Linked DNA regions of Mus musculus: region 1 is linked to region 2. The links are chromatin contacts, called in public Hi-C maps. All regions are on one chromosome and are shown on one strand. The core of a region is the stretch at or near the end of the contact, and the rest is flanking DNA. Distances in the headings are between cores, read along the strand shown.

The links. Hi-C and Micro-C count contacts between places; a contact is called where the count stands out from the background.
Region 1: a contact with region 2 is called in a Hi-C map of embryonic fibroblasts, with 4 times the contacts expected there. The contact joins two enhancer-like sites. A contact is called at or near these places in 3 of 484 Hi-C or Micro-C datasets (the C2C12 cell line and embryonic fibroblasts).

The regions. Positions count from the first base shown.
Region 1 is chr15:24,302,035-24,305,699 of GRCm38.p6, reverse strand. It overlaps the pseudogene Gm36147. Among named protein-coding and RNA genes, the nearest start is that of Gm35827, 420 kb to the left of the region's middle. Within about 2 kb of position 1,974, at least 14 of the 459 cell types and tissues checked have an H3K27ac peak or open chromatin away from gene starts, as enhancers often do. A contact at or near this core is called in the C2C12 cell line and embryonic fibroblasts, where this site is marked.
Region 2 is chr15:23,578,303-23,582,257 of GRCm38.p6, reverse strand. No RefSeq gene overlaps it. Among named protein-coding and RNA genes, the nearest start is that of Gm23980, 66 kb to the left of the region's middle. Within about 2 kb of position 1,692, at least 5 of the 459 cell types and tissues checked have an H3K27ac peak or open chromatin away from gene starts, as enhancers often do. A contact at or near this core is called in the C2C12 cell line and embryonic fibroblasts, where this site is marked.

The DNA of each region.
Region 1 (3,665 bases), core at 725-3,224, 720 kb before region 2:
TTGTAGCTGATGAAATGGTAATAGTGTGTGCTTTTGAATCTTCTCATCATTTTTAGCAGTGTTAGGCATGGTTTCCATTTCATGGAGAAGACCTGAAATACAATATACAACAACTGCTTCCTCCTATAATATTTGTGCCAGTATTGAATAGTTCAACTTTTGTATGTTGTGAATTGCTTTTCTTCTCCAGCTCTGTGAACCTTAGTTGTAGAGATGAAGCTTCCAATGGGCACCTGCTTGATTTCTCCATGTTTCATAATATAAGTACTGTGTTCATCAGCATAAGTTTATGGAGAGTATCTAATAGTCCTGTCAGTAGCCTGTAATATTTTCCAATGGGAGTTTCCATGAAACTTAAGGAAATATATGTCATTCTTGGCACTGGGAAGTTTACATAGTGATATATGATGTCTAGTTGAGGCAGAGTCTCCTACTGACATGATAACACCATTTGTAACATTTATACCTAGGCATGTAATTTTGGAAATTATTTATAACAGGTGTCTTTCGTAGCCTTTTCACAAAGCCTTTGGTGTTTGATGTATCTTTTCATATTCCTTCCTTCATGATCAGCTTTTAGTTGAGCTCTGATATCTTACTTAAGTTCAATGAGAATAGAAAGATTGTGTTCAACCCTACTAGAAGAAAAGATAATAAACAGCCCAAAGTCTATATGCAAAGTAATTACAAATTATATACAACGAAAGCTAGGAATTCCAACACAATTTTGAAAAATATTAATCTAGTCAGCGTGTCTTTAACTTGTAAATACATAGTGACACTCACATAAAATGAATTCCCTACATCATAATACATCACATGATATAAACAGATACTATTTGAACATGGATAACATAGAACACATAGAAAAGTTAGATACAACAAGTAGTACAGTTAAAATAAATATTATACCACTAGGCATTAGTTAATTGTAAGACATTTAGCACACTTTCTAGTAGGTTATATGAAGGTAAAATAGTGTAAAACTCACAATTCCCTTATAATAGAAGTAAGGTGTAACAGAACTTTTTCTTAAACAGATATCTGATGGAAGATTACTATTCAGTTTTTAAAATGTAAATTATTATAAGTTAAAATATACTATTTCAACCATCAACTAAAATTTATATAAAAAAATCTCTTAATTGAAATCATGTTTTGAAACAAAAGGTAAAGGAACAATTTTATATTACCAGAAACAAATTTGACTATATAACAAAGATATAAATTCCTTTCTGATGGAGTCAAAATACTTAAGTCCAGAACATTATGTCTACAGCAGCAATGCTCATTGACTAATCTCTATCCAGAATATTAGAACTTTATATTCTGTAAACAGAAACAGGTCTATTAGGTTGCCCATTCCTTATGTTATTTTACAAGGTCATAGAAAGTCTGTGGATAGCTTATAATCTAAGATGATCCAGTTTAAATTATATAGGAAGCAATGAAAGTTCAGACTTTTGCATAGTAAGTTCAATTTTTAATTTCTGCTAAATTTATGTATGGAAGTTAAAATTGGAAATTATATACTTTCGAATTTGAATGAATCTCCTTTATGTAGGCTGAAGCTGTCATTAGTCACTTTCCAGCTTCTAGAACACCAGTTATACAAGCTGTCATTCAAAAGTTATTTTATGGTATGTGTAGTTTGAAGAAAGCTTTTTTTGTACACATAACATATTTAGAGACTATGTTCTTTGTGGTGTTGTATTAGTTATATTTATATAGTTATGTTACAACACCATGACCAAGGAAACTTTTGAACTTATTGTTCATGATAGATAAGATTCCATCGTGGCCAGAGAAGCATGCCAGCAATTGGAAGACATGGTGGCAGGAGCAGGAACCTGAAAGATCTAAGCCACAATCACAAGGCAGGGAAGGTAACTGAACCCTCTGAAAACACTACACCAACTGGTTCAAACACCCAAGACTATGTTGACTCTTTTTTCATTCAAAGCACCTCAGCCATTAATTTGCATGAATTTTGTGCATGTGCTTTTGATTTTTTTATATGTCTTACTAACTACTGTGTAGAACTGAAGAATAAAAACTTCTAAGCTAAAAAGGCATTCTTCTGACCCATCCAGCAGGTTCAGTTATTCGTGGGTCTTGAGGGGACTGCTCCTAAAACCAAATGGGGGGGGTGTGAAAGTGAAACAGAAGCCAAGTACAGAAAAGACACAGAGTCAATCTGAATCTTGTCAAGGCCTCATTGTATTCAGCAAAACTTGTAGTTTTTATACAAAAAGATCAAAGGGGAAATAGCCCTTACGCAGAAGGGCAGGGCGGGAGCAGTGGTAATTTTCCTTGGTGACTACAAGGGGAGGTATGATATCTAAAAATACATATTGTGGTTATGACATCTGCTGTTTGCATCAGTCACGTCTGGAGTCATCTTGTGGTAATTGTTGGTGACCTTCATCTGGACTTAGTCAGCTTGGGGAGGAGATCCAGTTTTATGTCTTAAGACTTGGCAGTCATCTTTTTCACCTGGATTATTATAAAGAATTTAGTTTTGGCTCCCAACATTCTTCTTTGGATCATTAAAAAATGTAATTCTTTGTTCAGAATGTTTAAAAGATTCTTTTTCCCACTTATGACAAGATTTATATCACTAGGATTTGATTAACAAACACTCTTAATCAAATGCATTAAAGAGAGGGAGCCGAAGATGAAGCTGAAAGTGATTCACTCAAATTGACAGACCAAAGCCAGGTGTCAAACGCATAATGAAATTGTAGTTGTCCAGATGAGAACAGTACCCATAGACTCATATGTTTGAATTGGTGGAATTGTTTGGGAATTACCTATAGAAAGAAGTGTGTGACTGGGTTTATGCTTTGGAATTTAAAAATTTTATGCTGTTCCTTGTTAGAGTCTCTCTCTCTCTCTCTCTCTCTCTCTCTCTCTCTCTCTCTCTCTCTCTCTCTCTCTCTCTGTCCTGGCTCATACTTGTGAACCAGATGTAAGCTTTGAGCTATTGTTCCAGGGTTATGGCTGACTGGTTGCTGTAATTCTTCCTGCCATGATTAGTAAAGTGACTTAGAGAGTAAGGATTGTAAGTTTTTGAAATACTTAAGTACAGAAATAAATGTCTAACGAACATGAATCTATCTCTAGTGAAGAACCAATATAGTGTTATACCATTGGGCATAGAAAAAGAATACCTTGTGCTACTCCAGAGAGATAACTGAGGTAAATGTAATCAAAGTTAACGGTATGTGTATAGGAAAATGTCATCATGAAACTATTATTCTACAAAATTGATTTATACTAATACAACTGTAAAACATATATATATATATATATATATATATATATATATATATATATAGTCTCACATAAAGATCACTAAAGACAGTAATTGATAAATCTATACCTACAGTTACAATGAATTATGCATTGACATATATCAAAGATTAAATTAAATCTTCTCTGTATTTATATGCTAAGACTGTTCTAATATGGTAAAAACACTTCCTGCTCTTCATCTTTCAGTTTGGCAATTCGACTTTTATTCTTTTCTAAAAATGGAAACAGTTCATTCTGATGAAACATCTCAAATGCTCTTTCATTTAGCCACACGAGCTTCTAATCTTCAATATTCTTTTCTGTGTATTTTCCTTTCTGTGAAGGAAAAATTGTCCTCCATATGTTAT
Region 2 (3,955 bases), core at 443-2,942:
TGCATTTTGTTGTGTGCTTAATGATATATCTTCTCTCACCTCACATAAGAGAAACACGGCAGGGTTTTACCCTGACAATGTCACAGCTGTTTCACATTCCCTTCCTTAGTCATTCCCCAGTTTTTATAGCCTAAGCAGCTGTCAGCAGCAATGACTCTTTCTTTGTGAGGCAGGGAATGACTAAACTTATAATTAGACCTCAGTTATGAAAATGTAACTAGTTAATCATAGCCTTCACTAGGACCTTTTGCATTCCAAAGGGATTTGCACACAGCCAAGAATGGTGGAACAAATCAAACAAAGGGGTTGAGTCACTTCAGTATTGATTTTTCTACTTCACATACAAATATTCATCTTCAACGCATCACCCACAATTATCATTTGAACTGTAATTCAGCATCTTTAATCATTTAGAATGTTTACAGCACCTGTTACACCTTTATTCAAATTATGTGCCCCCTTCTTTCCTGAAATAATTTTTGTAACAAAAATGAAAAATACATAAACAAAACAACAATAAAAGCCATCAGAGCTTTAAAATAATAAAGTGCACCAATAAATAAATATGAATAAAACAATGAAATATTTAATTTATATAATGTTGAATTATGTTTTTTAATTTTTGAAATTAAGTTTAATTACATCATTTTTCCCTTTCCTCTTTCTACCTCCATGTTCTCTTTAAAATTCATGGACACATTTTTTCCTTAATTGTTGGTAGATACATCTATGTAAATGTATGCATACACACATAATATCCCAATAATTGTCCCAAATGTCTGACTATTGTTGCAGGCTGTTTGGTTCAGGATGAGCAATTTGTGTACAATTCTCTGGTTAAAACGATTTCTTCCATTCCCATCATAGCGTATTTTCCCTTGATTCTAGCACAGAGCAGAGACTTTGGGGGCTTTCTCAGGCACATTAATATGTCTGGCACTTGTGGTCTTGTTAAGATCATCACGCAGTGATCAATTTTAAATTACAACTGTAAGTTACTAGCAGGCTACATACTTAAAAAAAAAGTCCATTAATAAGTTTCACCTTAGATTGAAAATATTGAGCCTGGTCTTATTTGCCCTTCTTAATTTCTGTTTGTTTTAATTGAAAAGTATTTTTAAGCTTCAGTTACTGTAACAGAAAATTGTATTATTTTTAATGTTAGGATGTCTTTATTTTTAAGATTTTCATATGTATATTCAATGAAAAACTATCATAAACACCCTGAATTTTCTCTCTCTAATGGAAGTATAACATCTTCAAAATATTATGTCATTCAAAAAAAAAAAACAAACAAAAAAACCTTAACTTATTAATTTCAACTAGTGCTGCCATGCACTGGTATGGGGCAATCCACTGAATCTTGAACCAACCCCAGTAGCTACCCAGCTTTCAATAAATATTATTCCTCCTAGCTAGCATATTGCAACTGATAATAGCCAAGCCTCTATCAAGAAACAAAACTTACTCACAAGATACAAAAGGCTAACCTTTCCCTTTGAGCTCTGCTATTTCAGGGTGTCAACACAGACTTTATCTCTCTTCCCAGAAAACAAGGCTTAATAATATTTGGTTAAAATTTGATTCCTTGAACCATATAAACTAATATGAGTAATATTATTCCTCACATAAAGGAAATACATTCCTTACAGATGACTAGATGTCTTTAGACCCTTGGGACTTCGTCTAGAAGCCACAGTTCTGTGCCTTTTTACAAAATTTAACATGAGAAATACTCTTAGCTCTCCCAGGAACCTTAAGCCCATTGACTTTCTACCCTCCCTAATGGAACACTCAGTATTCCTTGCTTTTTTCATTCCTAAATTAGATTTTACAGATCATGAACTTGCTAACCATATTGAAGATGCTGTATACTCCTTGTTATCTCAACTTTTAAAATACTCATGGATAGTTTCCTAACTCTGCATTCTATTTTTGCCAACTGAAAGATTCTCAAGTTTAACAGAGCCAAAAAGGTTCCTCCAAAAACTTCCATGGCTTCCAGTCAGACCAAAAGATTCTAGCAATTTTGTAAAAACTAAATATAATTTGAAATTTAAGAATTATGTTACTGTCCTCAAATAATTCTTCCAAACACAGATTTTAAGCAATTTACTCCTTCTCCTTAATCATAGATAGCATAATAACACTCAAAAGACCCAACTCATGTCATGTCTGTCTCACAATATGGAAGCACACAGACCTGTGGTTGTAGAAGTGTCAGTCTTGGCTGAGCTGATGCAGTTTACAAAATCAAGAATTTAAAACTACAATCCCTGAACCACACAGAGATGGCAAATAACTATGCCAAACCAAAGGAGAGGAGAAGGGAGTGTGGAAGAAAGAAAGGAAAAGAGGAAATGGAAAGAGCACTATTTTTTTTCAATATTTCTATTGGTTATTTTATTTATTTACTTTTCAAATGCTCTCCTTCCCAGTTTGCCTCCACAAACCCCCTATCCCCCTCCCCTCCCCTGTCTCTACAAGGGTGCTCTCACCACCCATCTGGCCACTCTCACCCCAGAGTCCTAGCATTCTCCTATGCTGGGTCATCCAGCCTCTACAGGACCAAGGGGCTGCCCTCCCACTGATGCCAGTTAAGGCCTCCTCTGCTACATGTTCAGCTGGAGCCATGGGTTGCCCCTCATGAGTACTCTATGGTTAGTTGGTTTAGTCCCTGGGAGCTATTTTTTATTCAGCGGGGGGGGGGGGGGGTCTGGTTGGTTGATATTGTCATTCTTCCTATGAGGTTGCAAACATCTTCAGCTTCTTGGATTGGAGATGTGACTCAGCCGTTAAAGGCTAGGCTCACAACCAAACATATAAGGACAGAGCACTATTAGCAATTGTAAAATCTGAATAAAAGACTAATGCTGCTTAGTTCCCATTACTTTACCATAGACGGAGAAAGCAATAGTCTTAGGGAAATCCCAACGTATTTGTAGCTTCTATTGGATAAAAGTAAGCCAAAAGTCCAGCTGACTTACACTGAGGAAGTGAGTTATATTAAAAATACATAGGATCAGTATAGGATAAATTTATTTAGATCTACCATAGTTCTTAAAAGTTACCTTCTGTAATTGAAAACCTTCAGCCATTTCAGAATCATCAGTGATTAATTCAAAGAATTAGAATGAAGAGATTAGACTTCAATTTAGATTTAGACCTGAGTCCTTTCTAATAATCACATAACTTTTACTTAAGACCAATCCTAATATAAGATGGATTATTTGGTTATGTATAATCTACTTAGAATAACAAGACTGATCAAATTAGTGTACTTATTCCAGGGTATAATCGCCTTCCTTTCTCCAATCTTTCTTAAGTTGCCTATAGTTTATTTAGTAGTGCTGAGGCCTTATGGACTTTTATCTGTTAATTTTGCCATGTCCATGAGTGCTATCCTTGTGCACCTCATGTTTGGGAAGTCATGTTGACAAGACTTTTGGATTAGATTCTGACATTACTATGAGACATAGTCTCACAGAAAACTCCCAGATCCTTTGTCTCTTAATATTTTTCTGACCTCTCTTTCTCAAAGATTCCAGAGTCTTAGATGTGGGAGTATTTTGTGAATGTATCCATTAGGACTGAAGTCTAGAACTCTGTATTTTATTGGTTCTTGTTTTCTGCAGTGGCCTTAGTCTTTTACAAAGGGAAGTTGCCTTGATGAAGGGTAGAGACTGCACTATTCTCTGTGTATAAGGACTAATGTTCATAAATTACAAATAGGTGTTATGCTAGTTGTTGAAATTATAATTGTAGATTCCTCCTTGAATAATTATGACTTCACAATACTTAATTTTTAGCTAGGTTTCTAGTACCAGGAATGGCTTCCCACTCATTGATTGGGATTTTAGTCCAATTGGAGCACTATTCTTCAGCATCAAATTATGTGTGCTACTGATGCACCATTCAGGTTGTCCTGCAAAGCTGGTTATTAATGTGGTTGAGA